Regions from separate parts of the Mus musculus genome. Here regions 2, 3, 4 and 5 are each linked to region 1. The links are chromatin contacts, called in public HiChIP or PLAC-seq, capture Hi-C and promoter capture Hi-C maps. All regions are on one chromosome and are shown on one strand. The core of a region is the stretch at or near the end of the contact, and the rest is flanking DNA. Distances in the headings are between cores, read along the strand shown. Region 1 holds the start of Anks6 (ankyrin repeat and sterile alpha motif domain containing 6). Region 2 holds the start of Foxe1 (forkhead box E1). Region 3 holds the start of Trmo (tRNA methyltransferase O). Region 4 holds the start of Anp32b (acidic (leucine-rich) nuclear phosphoprotein 32 family, member B). Region 5 holds the start of Trim14 (tripartite motif-containing 14).

What was found. Promoter capture Hi-C pulls out the DNA fragments that hold promoters and counts their contacts. HiChIP or PLAC-seq counts read pairs in DNA pulled down with a chosen protein or histone mark. Capture Hi-C pulls out chosen DNA fragments and counts their contacts.
Region 2: a promoter capture Hi-C map of embryonic stem cells shows a contact between it and region 1, with 2.4 times the contacts expected there. The contact joins the promoter of Foxe1 here to the promoter of Anks6 in region 1. A contact is called at or near these places in 3 of 39 promoter capture datasets (embryonic stem cells, hippocampal neurons and pre-B cells) and 1 of 484 Hi-C or Micro-C datasets (B cells).
Region 3: a contact with region 1 is called in a FOXA1 HiChIP or PLAC-seq map of pancreatic cancer cells. The contact joins the promoter of Trmo here to the promoter of Anks6 in region 1. A contact is called at or near these places in 4 of 39 promoter capture datasets (embryonic stem cells, hippocampal neurons, liver and 1 more), 2 of 484 Hi-C or Micro-C datasets (cerebellum and olfactory sensory neurons), 2 of 115 datasets of contacts at active chromatin or transcription factors (large pre-B cells and pancreatic cancer cells) and 2 of 9 other capture datasets (adipose tissue and liver).
Region 4: a contact with region 1 is called in a promoter capture Hi-C map of hippocampal neurons, with 4 times the contacts expected there. The contact joins the promoter of Anp32b here to the promoter of Anks6 in region 1. A contact is called at or near these places in 3 of 39 promoter capture datasets (hippocampal neurons, liver and pre-B cells) and 1 of 9 other capture datasets (adipose tissue).
Region 5: a capture Hi-C map of macrophages shows a contact between it and region 1, with 2.3 times the contacts expected there. The contact joins the promoter of Trim14 here to the promoter of Anks6 in region 1. A contact is called at or near these places in 3 of 39 promoter capture datasets (3T3-L1-derived adipocytes, hippocampal neurons and liver), 8 of 484 Hi-C or Micro-C datasets (B cells, the BV-2 cell line, the G1E-ER4 cell line and 5 more), 5 of 115 datasets of contacts at active chromatin or transcription factors (T-cell acute lymphoblastic leukemia, bone marrow-derived macrophages, embryonic midbrain and 2 more) and 1 of 9 other capture datasets (macrophages).

The regions. Positions count from the first base shown.
Region 1 is chr4:47,056,050-47,058,564 of GRCm38.p6, forward strand. It overlaps Anks6 (ankyrin repeat and sterile alpha motif domain containing 6), which reads right to left and starts at 1,257. Exons shown (of 16, transcript NM_001356426.1): 1 at 900-1,257. The coding sequence starts at 1,231.
Region 2 is chr4:46,342,390-46,344,904 of GRCm38.p6, forward strand. Foxe1 (forkhead box E1) reads left to right here and starts at 1,255. Exons shown (of 1, transcript NM_183298.2): 1 at 1,255-2,515. The coding sequence starts at 1,805. Gm12446 (predicted gene 12446) reads right to left here and starts at 1,092. Exons shown (of 6, transcript NR_165272.1): 1 at 950-1,092.
Region 3 is chr4:46,388,181-46,390,695 of GRCm38.p6, forward strand. Trmo (tRNA methyltransferase O) reads right to left here and starts at 1,257. Exons shown (of 5, transcript NM_001347095.1): 1 at 1,138-1,257. The coding sequence starts at 1,213.
Region 4 is chr4:46,449,665-46,452,179 of GRCm38.p6, forward strand. Anp32b (acidic (leucine-rich) nuclear phosphoprotein 32 family, member B) reads left to right here and starts at 1,262. Exons shown (of 7, transcript NM_130889.3): 1 at 1,262-1,685. The coding sequence starts at 1,632.
Region 5 is chr4:46,534,884-46,537,398 of GRCm38.p6, forward strand. It overlaps Trim14 (tripartite motif-containing 14), which reads right to left and starts at 1,258. Exons shown (of 6, transcript NM_029077.4): 1 at 997-1,258. The coding sequence starts at 1,197. It overlaps Coro2a (coronin, actin binding protein 2A), which reads right to left. Exons shown (of 12, transcript NM_001164804.1): 12 at 2,054-2,515. Gm16731 (predicted gene, 16731) reads left to right here and starts at 1,018. Exons shown (of 4, transcript NR_151695.1): 1 at 1,018-1,180; 2 at 2,288-2,440.

The sequences.
Region 1 (2,515 bases), core at 7-2,506:
GTCTCTTTTCTTGTTTTTTTACAGCTCAGTATATTTATACGAGTCAGAAATCTAGAGATGGATTTTGCTGCCTCTCCCAACCCCTTCGCAGGGTCACACAACCACGAGGATCAACTTCAGGTTTATCCAGGCCACTAATTGTCTCTTCCTTGGCTGCTGTCTTCCTAGCCAGCCTTCCTGACTCTGGCCCATCTCTCTGCCTATTCTCACAGGTGCTGAATGTAACTTACCCGAAACAAAAGTCTGTTCCGGTCACAGTGCCCTGTGCCTTCCACACTCCTGATCATCCTTAGATTGTGGGTTTCTGTTCAGCCCCAATCTGGCACCTACTTTCTTCCTCCAATGGTGGGCTTGTCTCCAGCCCCCTCTGGGTCGCAGCATCCTCCCAGTTGTCTGACCACCTTTCATCACTATGTGTCTGCAGTGTGCTTGTTCTCCCTCGCTTCCTCGTTTTCCGGTCCTGGATAACTCTTACAAATCCTCGAGTCTTAACACCTCATTTCCACTAAAAATCGCCTCTATTCCTCCAACTGGGTCAGCTACTACTGTCAGACCTTCCAGATCAAGAATGCTACTTTATTTACCCACCCACCCCACTCATATCCCCAAAATAGGGACTTAATTGGATCCCAGTTATCTATTCGGTCAACCCCCAAAGCCAGGGTGAGTAGACAGATTCTTAGGAGACCCTTGATGCAAAACGGAATGAATGAACGTCTAGAAGATGCACTCCGCAGCCTCCACACTGTTCAGAAGCCAAAGTTTCTAACATCCCTAATCTTGTGTTTCTGAAACCGCCCTTTTATTTCCATCATACAGATGACCAAAAGGCAAAGCTCCAAGTCTGCCATTCGCACTCTCACGAGTCCCGGACTCTCTCCTTCCCGGTCCCCGCTCACCTGGCCGCCTGCATGAGCGCGCTCCAGCCGTAGTGGTTGCGGCTGTTGACCGAGGCTCCGCGGCGCAGCAGGAACCTTACGAGTGGCTCGTGGCCACCGGCCGCCGCCAGCTGCAGCGCCGAGTTGCCCGCCTCATCGGAACAGTCCACCGGCACCGGCGCCCCGGCCTCCGCTGCCCGGACCGCCTCGGGCCCTGCCGGCTCCGCTCCCGCCTCGGGCCCCGCGACCGGGTCCGCGCCTGGCTCCAGCAGGCGCCGCGCCGTGTCGGTGTCACCCTGCTCGCAGGCGCGGAGCAGCAGCTGCAGGCCGGGGGCCAGCGCGCCCTCGCCCATCGCTGACCGCCCGCTCCGCGCCGCCGCCCGCTCCCACCCCGGGGCCGCGCGCGTGCCCGCCGTCCGCAGGCCCGCCCCCTGGGTGCGCGCGCGCCTCCGGGGTCGCGCCTGATGGGTACGCGCGCGCAGGGCCCGCCTCCCGCCTTGGAGGGTGGGCCTGTGACTGTGCGGTCACTCTTCAGTCTTCCTGTTCGTTCCTACTGAATCCGACCTCTGGGCCTAGCTTAGAACTCATCTCGCATCTCTACCGACCCCAGACCGGCCCGCATTTCACTAGCGCTCCCTAAACAGTCGCAGGCTGAATCGGGACGAATGGGTCAGCCCCGTCGTTTGCCGGAGCAGCCCTGCAGTGCTGAGTTCTTCATCTGTGTCAAGCTACCCGCCCATCTATCTCTTGTTTTTGACAGGGGGGGGGGGGGGTCACCACTACCGCAGTAACTTACATGTTACAGATAGAGATTTTTCTAGCCACACCCCAGACCCACTGTCGGAAACTCAGTGTGGGACCAGCAACTGTTCTGGTCCCAAGCCCTCCTGTATATCACACAAACAGTAGGAACCACCGACTGGTCCCCAGGGCAGTCCTTGTAGCCACCCTAGAGTTTCAGATGATTATTCCAATCTACAGTAGACGAGTGACCGGGAAGGTTGTATGTTGCTATAGTCTGCACAGATCTGCAGGCGCTGCTGTGGCTAGGACTCAGGTCTTCTGACATCAAGTTCATCTCTCTTTCCGGACTCAACAAGTATGTATTGGATGCCTGTTAGTGCCAGGCACAGCTCTTCGTGCCGCGAACGTTTGCAAGATAGCATCTCTGCCTTCTAGGATCTGACCCACCCATACAGGCTATAAAGATATGCTGTGGTAATAAACTTGGCTGCTGAATGGTAGTTGAGTGCTGTTGACACAGTAAACGGAACATGAATCCAAGCAAAATCGGGTAGAAGGTGGAGCATTGTTTCATAATTGAGCCAACAAGAGAATTACTGAAAATATAACACTTGCAAAAACCTTAAGGAAGAGAGTAAGCCATGAGGACATTTTGGGGAAAAGAAGCTAATTAAGCAGAAAGCAAGACGCAGTTCACAGCATATGTGTCCTTACAGCATGGACACTTCCATAGGAAGAGACAACTGGTTTCCCTAGATGGTTAGTAGTGCCCGCCCAAACCCAGCAAGAAGCCAGACATACAAGGCAAGGCTGTTACATGTCCCAACAGTGTGTCATGATAACAGCGTAACTGTTAGGTCTGAGGACAGTTATTGAAAGTGTCCCCTGACTTC
Region 2 (2,515 bases), core at 5-2,504, 710 kb before region 1:
GGGGAAGGTCTTCAAGCAAGGTCGACTGCAGGAGAGAGGATCTGTGCTCTCTGCCTCTTTCTTTCAAAGGCAGCCACCCAGTGCTCACTGAAGAAGAACGCAATAAAACCAGAAGGCTGGGCCACCCACGTTAGACCTGAACCCTCCACAGTGTGTCTCTTTCCAGTCCGGCTCCTTACACAATTCCCATGCTCAGGAAAGGTACTGGCTTCACCGTGAGGATCTTAAGAACCAAATCTTAGATTCCTGAGTTGGGAATCTAACGTAACCAGTTCCAAAAGTGGCCAGAAAGCGAACCAGGCAGGTGGGGCTGCGCCGCTGGGAGTCCCTCTCTAGCACCGAATCCTGCCAGAGGAAGGCAGAAATCGGACATTTTGGAACAGTCTACACACACACACACACACACACACACACACACACACACGCGCGCGCGCGCGCGCGCGCACGCACGCACGCACACACACGCATACACCAGTAGAGTTGTGCACTGACTGCAGCATCCTCTCCCAAGTCTTCACTCAGACCTCTAGAGGCGGCTGGCCCTCTCTGGCCCCGTGGTAGTGGAGGGGTTGAGAGGCGGCGACTGCAGACAGCAGGAGCCAAGTCTTCGCTAACCAGGCATTCTCCTGCATATAGAAAAGGGTCCCAAGCCACCTAAGGACCCTGATGCGGCGAGGAGGCTTTCCCTAAACACCTCTTGAGATACAAAACTTCGGGACAGACCAGGAACCTGGTAAAGCGACTCCCTGTGGCACTACCTCACCACGAACTGAAAAGCTTACTCTAAAACAGACGCAGGCTGCAGGCACCGGAGGGCAGCAAAGTTGCTGTAGACCTGGGAATCCTTGTCTGAAAATGAATTGCACCAGAGATTGGGCCAGGTAGCCTAAACCTGGATTTGGAAGGCATCCCAAGAATTAAACGCGCCCCACTTTAGTCCAGTTCTTACCCTCTCTGAACAAGAAAATGCCATGAGCCCTCTTTCCACGTGAGACACAACTTTTCCGCAAAGACCGATTCAGGAGCGCTGGGCCGAGCTCCTGGAGTCTCAGTCTCCCGCTTGGCGCGCAGAGGGGGCCAGCCCCCGAATCTCCAGGCGCCCTCCCCGCTCTGACGTTTTGGGACTCCAGCCGCTACCTGGGGAGGTGTGCCCGTCGCGGGGGTGGGGAAGGGGGGAGTGGGGGGGGGCGGGCAGGGAAGCGGCTACGCCCCGCGTTTGCTGGCGCCTTTAAGGAGGAGAAGCCAGCGGAGGGAGGAGCTGGCCCAGGTGTGTGCAGGAGAGCGCCTCGCCGGCCGGACTCCGTGCTGGAGTTCAGAGCCGCAGAACGGAGCACTTGCTCGCCACCTGGCCCGGCCCGCTCGCCCGTCTCGCCTCTCTGCCCTCCGCTTGGGTTGTACCTTCCACCGTAGGGGTGCGGCATGGGCGGCCCCTGCAGGGGTGTACGGTGCCCCCACTGAAGGCCCTGGCACGAGACCCCAGCCTGCAGCCTCCTCTACGCGCACCGCCTCGACGGTCATCCTCAGACCCGCAGGGACTCCCAAACAGCTGCCGCCACCCCGGCCTTCGAGCCACGTCCGGACCCCTTGATCGCCTGGCACCAGAGCGCCAAGGATCCTCTGGCCGGTGCCCCACAGGAGCCGTCGGTGGACTCAGCGCTCCAGACCCCGAAGTTCCCTGCCCTCAGCGCTCTCGGTGCCCGCTGCAAAGCCCCGGCGTCGGCTCCCGTGGGATCGGGATTGCGGCCAGAGCGGTCGTCTACAGCTGAAGACGACGGGGGGTACGGGGGGGAGGGACCGCGGCGCCATGACGGCCGAGAGCGCGCCGCCTCCCCCGCCGCAGCCCGAGACGCTGGCGGCCGTGAAGGAAGAGCGCGGTGAGGCGGCGGCGGCGGGCGCGGGGGTCCCGGCGGAGGCTGCGGGTCGCGGCGCGGGAGGACGGCGACGCAAGCGCCCCCTGCAGCGGGGGAAGCCGCCCTACAGCTACATCGCGCTCATCGCTATGGCCATCGCGCACGCGCCCGAGCGCCGCCTGACTCTGGGCGGCATCTACAAGTTCATCACCGAGCGCTTCCCGTTCTACCGCGACAACCCCAAGAAGTGGCAGAACAGCATCCGCCACAACCTCACCCTCAACGACTGCTTCCTCAAGATCCCGCGCGAGGCGGGCCGCCCGGGCAAGGGCAATTACTGGGCGCTCGACCCCAACGCCGAGGACATGTTCGAAAGCGGCAGCTTCCTGCGCCGCCGCAAGCGCTTCAAGCGCTCGGACCTGTCCACCTACCCGGCCTACATGCACGATGCAGCCGCTGCCGCCGCCGCTGCCGCTGCCGCCATCTTCCCGGGCGCCGTGCCTGCCGCAAGGCCGGCTTACCCGGGCGCCGTCTATGCGGGCTACGCGCCGCCACTCGCCGCGCCTCCGCCGGTCTACTACCCCGCCGCGTCGCCGGGGCCCTGCCGGGTCTTCGGCTTGGTTCCCGAGCGGCCGCTCAGCCCCGATCTGGGCCCCGCGCCGTCA
Region 3 (2,515 bases), core at 7-2,506, 670 kb before region 1:
AACTCTCACAATATGTTTCCTTGCTTTTTGCTTATACAAACTCTTTTTACTGTTGTGATGTATTAGACCTATTTTAAATCCTTGGGAGACAGAGGCAGGCAGATCCCTGAGTTGGAGGTAAGCCAGAGCTACGAACACACAATTTTTTTTTTTTTAAAGTCTTTAGGTGTAGCTCAGGTATACCCAGAACCCTTCCTGCCACAAGAAGAGGGCAGCACAAAGTGGAGATTCTTAGAGGTTCTAATTCATTACCTCAAAGCTCTAAACCAACAAGAGGACAGCCTGGTCTACAGAGTGAGCACAGGCCAGCCGGGGCTTCACAGAAAAATCCTGTCTCCAGGGTAGGAGTGTGGAGACAAAAATACTCTTATACAGAGGGGGGAAAAGAATATATATATATATATATATATATATATATATATATATATATATATACATACATACACATATAGTATGTATGTAAGTTAAAGCATAATACACCTGCCAGCCACTCCAAAGACCTCAGTGCCACTTCTTGCATCTCTGTCGACTGCTTCCAGGAGCTGCAATCTGATCTTTATCATCGTTTACTTCCTTTCAGAAAGAGATCTTATCATATGTACTTTCGAGCCTAAACAATACATTTTGAATTCTATAAAAGCTGACACCACCCTGTAAATTATCTATATAAACTGCCTTTCTCTCTCCATCTATATTGTGTGCGCTTCTGACAACTTTGACGTTTTCTCCAAGAATATTTACAATTACTACTGTATAGTTTTTGTTTGTTTGGGGGTTTTGTTTTTAAATCCTCATCCATGTACTGGTGGGAAAAGATTAAAGGCGAAGAAACTTGGACCAAATGAGGGCATCAGTCACACACATCCCACCTTCCTGTAACCCCCTACGGAAAAAGACCACACTACACACGTGGCCGACGCAGCTACTGTACTGAAACTAAGCCCAGACCACACCCCGTGTACCAAGATCCTAATACGTCACTCCCGTTAGCCTTAGCATGTCACGTGGTCGTCGAGACACGTGACCCTTACTTTGGCGGCAAGGACAAGAATGTACGTCAGGTGGCTCGCGTTCTTCTGGCCAGGGAAGCGGGCCGCCTAGCTTAGGGTGCGGCGCCACCTTTTTCCATAACGTTACCTGCCTCCAGGGCCGGCTGAACGCACCCACATGGGGCCGCCGTAGCACACGAGCCCTGCTTCTCCAAGCCGCGCATGGTTACAGGCCGCTGAGTCGTCCGCGCGCCCAACGCTGATTTCCGCTTCCGCGCGTTAGGCTTTGGCGCCTGCGCAGTTGTCGCTAGGTGCCGGGTCTTGGAGAACGCGCTCAATGGCGGCCGAGCTGCCGCGTGGAGGGTGGGTTCCCGGACGCCGTGAGGCCCATCATTCACCCACCACGCGGCGATGGCGGCCTCGCGACAGCCTGCACCATACCCTCCGAAGGTGGGACATGTGGATAAAGATGTACACGCAAAGATACCCTTGAATTATAAGCGGCCTCGGTGACCAAAAATAACCTTGAGTTTAAAGGGAAAGGATGTGAATGTCCATCTATGATCACATAGCAAAAGAACTGGAGTTTGGGACTTTTTTTTTTCCATTTATTGTGTGCGCGGGAGCATGTCAAAGTCAAATGACAAAATGCCGGAGCCGATACTCCTCATGGCCGCGTAGCTCCCAGGATCAAAGTCAGGTCGTGTTAGCCGGTTCCTTTACTCGCTGAGCCAACTAGCGGCCCAAGAGCTGGACGTTAAATGTTTAAAATTTCCCTTGGACGTGGGCATACGTGTTATATTTATCACTCCCCTCCACTTTTTAAGTAATAACTATTTGTCGGAAAAGGGCAAGAAAATCAAGAATGGTAGGTGTTACAAGCAAGCTAGGCTAGAAGTTATTAAGTGAGAACGTTTGTGCTCCAAACCACTGGAACCGAAATAAGGATGAAGAGCCAGCAAAAACCGTATTTTCTCTCCCTGCTCCAATTGCCTGCTCTTTAGCCACTTGTAAGATTCTTTAACCGCCCCTCCCCCCCAAAAAAAGATTCTTTAACCCAAACTCTTTGCATACATGATTATGTTTGGGGATTTCAAAATCTTGTTGGTTTCGAAGAGAGGGGGGAATCCACCTGACATTACCTGTAATATAAAATATTAAAAAATGCGAATCCACGGATTAAAGGCTTAACCGTGAAAAGCTGTTTCCAAGTGTTTGTTGTCACTGACTAAACAAGTCCCTAGTAGGAAATAATCAGTATTAGGAGACAGGTTTTTGAGAGAAAGTTGTGAATTCTTAAGTTAAAACTGATACTGTGCCCTCTGTCAGTTTTGTCCATGAAATTTCCAAAAGTTTTTTACCCCCCTTTTTCTTGTAGAAGATAGAGTTGTTGTCTAGCTGGAGAAACAAGTTTGTGTGCCTTTGGGCAACACGTACACGCTGTAAAAATGGGCTAAGCTGCAGTTGCCACTAGTCGGCGCTGTTAATAAGACAGTCAAAAGTGAAAGGGGCTTGCCCTCCATCAA
Region 4 (2,515 bases), core at 12-2,511, 610 kb before region 1:
GAAAGTTAAATGGGACATAACAGCGCAAGCTCTTAAAAGCCAATGCTCGGTGATTGATTATGGAAGCGCTTCAGTAGATTTTTTTTTTTTTTTTTTGAAAAGCTTTTTGCATAGCTCAGTGAAGCCTATCAGGTAATAGTTGGAGATCTTTTGTGACAAGGAGCACAGCACTCCCTTCCTTTCCCCACATTCTCCTGTCTTAGCCTTCCAGACTACCACGGAATTATGAGTGAATCTACACCTATAACTATTCACCTTTCCCCCATAACCTACACATCTTCTTTTCTCTTGAATTATTATTTCTGAATCTGATATATAATCATTTAAAAGTTTGGGCCTCTAAGGCAAAATGGGATGATAGGAAGAGGCTTCTTGCACTAAAATCTTAGGGTAATACCTAGATGATGTTTTTCTCCAGTAAACAGTAATCTTTAGTGCCTCTGGTTAATATCAGAGGTAGGCTCCTCATTTAACACAACGCCGTGTGCTTTAAATCCAGGGACCCTTAAAATTAGACTTTGACAAAGGCTGCCAACCCAGGACTCAACTTAATGGTGACCAAGAATGTATACATCTTCCACGGGTGCCCCAAGAGATAAAAGTCAGAAGGTGGGGACTGAGGCGTCATTAAAATTACTAATGGTTTCCTTCACTAGTGGCTCACATGTTTAAAAACAGTGTTTATGTATAGTTGTTTTCTGTCTCCTTGGCTAGTTTGTAGTTTAAGTACTGATAAAGTTCTAAAGTATATTAAATTTTTTATTTTTAAAAACAAACACGTGCCAAGGGGAAAGTTTCCTGAACTGGGGATGCTCAGATGCGGCGTGGCTTGGGCAAGAGGCTGGAGCTGCCTGCCCCTGCTGATGTTTTAGTACAACACGGCGGGGAAGCGAGCACAGCCTCACCAGGGTCCTCGATGGCACTTCTAACATCACTGGACCTAAAGGCAGCGAGGTCGGGCTATGGGCCTCAAAACTGGGAGGAACAGGGTGAACCCCAAAGCCACAGCCTCTGAGGGCGCCCGAAGGCTCAGGCGAAATTGGGTCCGGGAGAGCCCGGAAGAAGGCGCGAGGCTGAGCCTGCCCGTCGACCTCCAGGAGAGCGCGGGTGCCGGTGGGGGTGGGGGCGGGGGTCCCGGCACCGGAAGGTCTTACATCAGCCAGCCCACGTGCGACCCGAGGGCCAGGAGGCGCGCGCGACCCGGGAGGCGGCGCCGCAGTCCGGGCTGAGCTTAAGGCGGGTCCCGCCCCGCCCTCCGTGCGCCTCCCAAGTCCGCGCTGCAGCCCGGGCTCCCGAGCCGAGCGGCGCCGCGCAGGGCCGAGTGGAGCCGAGCAGCCGCCGCGTCGCGTCGCCGGTTTAAGCGCAGTGCGGGGCCTTGGCCGGGGGCGGCGGTAGTGAGGCCAGAGCCGCGCTCCAGCCCCCTTTTCCCTCCATGGTTTCTCTCCGCTCCCGCGAGTAACTTGGCTCCGGGGGCTCCGCTCGCCCGCACGCCCGCACGCCGCCCGGGGACCACGCCGCCGCCTCCTCCAGCCGCCTCCCTCCGACGGCCCTCGCCGCGCAGGCCGGGTCGCCTCTCCCCCCTCCGCCCCCGCCGCGGAAAGTTAAGTTTGGAGAGGGGGGACGAGGGGAACATGGATATGAAGAGGAGGATCCACCTGGAGCTGAGGAACCGGACCCCGGCAGCCGTAAGCAGAACCCCTCGGGCGCCCGCGCCCCCCGATGACTTGCAAGTAATGGTGGCCACCTGCGGGCCACCGGGCTCCGGCCGCGGCGCGGGGAAGGCGCTGCTCGCAGCTCGGACGGGGACAGGGAAGGCGGGCGGAAGGCGCGGAGGGGGGAGCGAGCGCGCGGGCTTTAACTCTTTGGCGCCCGCGGGCCCCCGCGGCCACGGGGAGGACGGCGGGTGGAGAAGCAAACTTTGAGCCGCTCGCCCGCCCGGTCCTCTCCCGGAGGGAGCGCTCGCGCGTGTGGCCGGCGGCGAGGGCGGGCGCGGGGGTTGTGTAACGCTGGGAGCCATGTTTGCAGCCTCCCGGGATGCGCGGCCGGGCGGAGGCCGGGCCTGCCGAGGCGCCGCGCCGCCGCCAGGCCCGCCGCGGGGCCGGGCCGGGTTCCATGCGCCCCGCGGCCGACAGGGCCTCGCCGCCGAGGAGGGTGTTCGGGTCCCTGAGGGGGGCGCGGAGCCCCCCTCGGGCGCGGCCTGGCGCGGAACGGGGGAGGGGCGGGCCTGGCGGCGGAGGTGGCGCAACCGCCGCCCCTCCCGAGGCCAAGTTTGAAAAAAGGATGCGCTTCCCGCCATTTTTTCAAGCCTAAAAAAATCCAACTTTGCCCCTCCTTTGCCCGGCTCGCCTTCGCCCTCGGCCTTGCCCACGCGGGCTCCCCGGGCCAGCCGGCCCGGCACCGTCACCGCCGCGGTGGCTTCGCCCTCCCCCGCGCCGCCGCCCGGGGCCTTGCCCGAGAGGGAGGCCGGCCCCTCGGTGTGGGCGGCCGGCGGCTCCGCGCGCCAGCCGGGGCGCGC
Region 5 (2,515 bases), core at 8-2,507, 520 kb before region 1:
GACGCATAGCCTTGGGTCTCCGAGTAGCAGCATTTGAGGATCCTTATTAGCAGTCATTTCACAGTTGCTGAAGGATGGTTCTGGAAGCAGGGGCAGGACTCCACTAGTCAGACTGTCCTCCCTCAGGCCCAATTCAGATTGGAGTTGTAGTCTTGTCAAGGGTGGTTAAGTCAGGAGAGAGCAGAAAGGAAGGTGCTTTGGGCAGAATTACAAAGACTTCTTGGAGATAAACATAAAATCAGCCCCGGGGGTTCAGAAGGTTCTGGCTAGCTTGCCTTCCTCAAATGCAGAGAGGAGAATAGATTCTGCAGAGCCAGGGCAGCCGGCTGGGGGTCCTGCTTTCTCGTTATCTATAGAAGATAAGGCTGTGATTAACAAGCCTCTTCCGTGGGTGGGGTGGGAGAGGGGACAGTGGTGTATTTGCATAGGGGGAGGAGCCGGATTCAAGGCAGGAAGAGGGACCTTATTGACTTAGCAAAACAACATAGGCCATCAGGTCCCAGTTCAGAATGGCCTTTTATGAACTCCAGGGTCCAGAGACATTTCCAGGCTTCATGGAACACACGCATACATACAGTTTTCTTTTTCTACAATCTGGTCTTTTGAGATAGTCTCTCTACATATCACAGGTTGGCTGTAAACTCCCAATTTTCCAACTTCATCCTCCCCTGTGCTCTGTTAGGCGAACGTCCCTCCCGCGTCCTTGACTCTGGTTGGGGAGTTGCCCTAGCAGAAGCGGTAAAGAACGTGTGAGTACTAACCAGCTTGAGCCTCCTGTACCCCAAGCCAATCTTGGGAAGCTTCGCTGGTGGTTTGAGCAACTTTTGCACTTCCATAGGGTTCTGCCTCCCGATCCTACTGTCTACTATCTAGAGGACCTCAGGGTCCCCCTTTAGTTTCCCTGTCCTAACGGGATTTGACCCTCCTTTGACGGTTACTCTTGTGCTCAATCTCCGCCCGCCCAGACCTGCGGTGCACGCCCTCGCGGCTTCCCACCTGCACACGCACAGCCTCCTCCTCGGCCAGGCCCACCGGGTGGCCGCGGTGCGCACCCAGAACCGGGCAGAGCGCGCACACACAGCGGCCGCAGCGGCGACAGAAGAGCTCAGCCGGGCGTTCGCTGTGCTCCGGACAGCGCCAGCCATACGCCCCGTCGGGCTGAAAGGGCGCCCGCGCCTCGGTAGTCTCGCTCGCCATTCTCAGTGGCAACCGCTGTTCTCTGTGCAGTGTGGTCGGGTTGGGTTGGTGCAGAAATCGAAACCTTGCTCGGGGAGGGGCGGGGCGGGGCGGGGCGGGCGACCCAGCTCCCAGTGGCAAACTGGAGGGGCGATGACCTGCTGGAGAGTTGATGCTTGGTCCCACCTAGTGCTGGATCCGCGGCACAGCATCCTTCCACTCTTTCTCACCTTGAGGAGGAGGAGGTCACTATAGATAGGAACGCGGGTGCTTGCACTGATGGGCTCACTGGAAGGTTGGCTTCCCGCTTGTTGATGATGTTGGGCTTCTGGCAAACTGCGGAGGTGCGTAGTAGGTGGTGTGGCCTGCCCAGAGGGCCTACATTTTCTACACCTCATTTTGTTCTTTTCCTGTAGTGCTTCCTCCCTATGGTCAGCCATGTGGGGGCAGGTGGGGGTGAAGTTGGAACATACTTCCAAGAAGCCCCAATTATCTTCAGGCTAAAACTTCAAAGCCCCAGGCCCTGAAGATGTTCTGATTTCTCTTGCCTTGATGGGTGAATGACCCACCCTGTTTCTAGCCGGGGCATTTTGCAGTTCTTGCTTAAGGTATAGCTGCTGCTCACTGTCCCCCAATCACATGGAGGTGTGGCTTATCTCCTTCTTCAGGAAGCGTCCATTCTCCACCCACAGCCGCCTGACCACCCTGCCCCATCCTGCCCCTCACGAATTCTCTCAAACACAAGTGGAAGCACTTCAAGGGTATTCGGACCTTACTGACCAGTTTGCCAACCTGGTCCGGTATCATCTGGTCCAGACACCTAGTGCTAAATTGGTACTTGTAGAACGAATTAACAAAAAGGAAATCGCCAAGCATTGCAATATCGAGTCTGGTGTTATTATTTATTATTATTTTGGTTGAGGCAGAGTCTTAGACTCCTTTGCCCAAGCTGGTCTGGAATTTTCAATCTTCCTGCCTCAGCCTTCCATGAACTGGGATTACAGGCAGGAATTACCACCCACAGTAGATTGTCATATTCTTACATTGCACGATTCTGTGTCTATTTTAACTTTTATTTCTTAATTATTTTTTTATTTACTTTTTTACAAAGGTACAAGGAATTTAAGAAACATTCAAACAATCACTCAAACGGCTTCAGGCACGGTTTCATATGAAAAGCATAGGTCCGTATCTTGATTCCCGTTTCCCTCTGGGATACAACCTCAAGTTTTGTTCTAGGAAGCAGAATTATTGTAGAGCTAAGGTGGGTACAAGCTCATCTCCAAGCGTTCTCCCTCATTCACACAAAGTTCCTGAGTCATCAGAAAGAAAGCTCCCA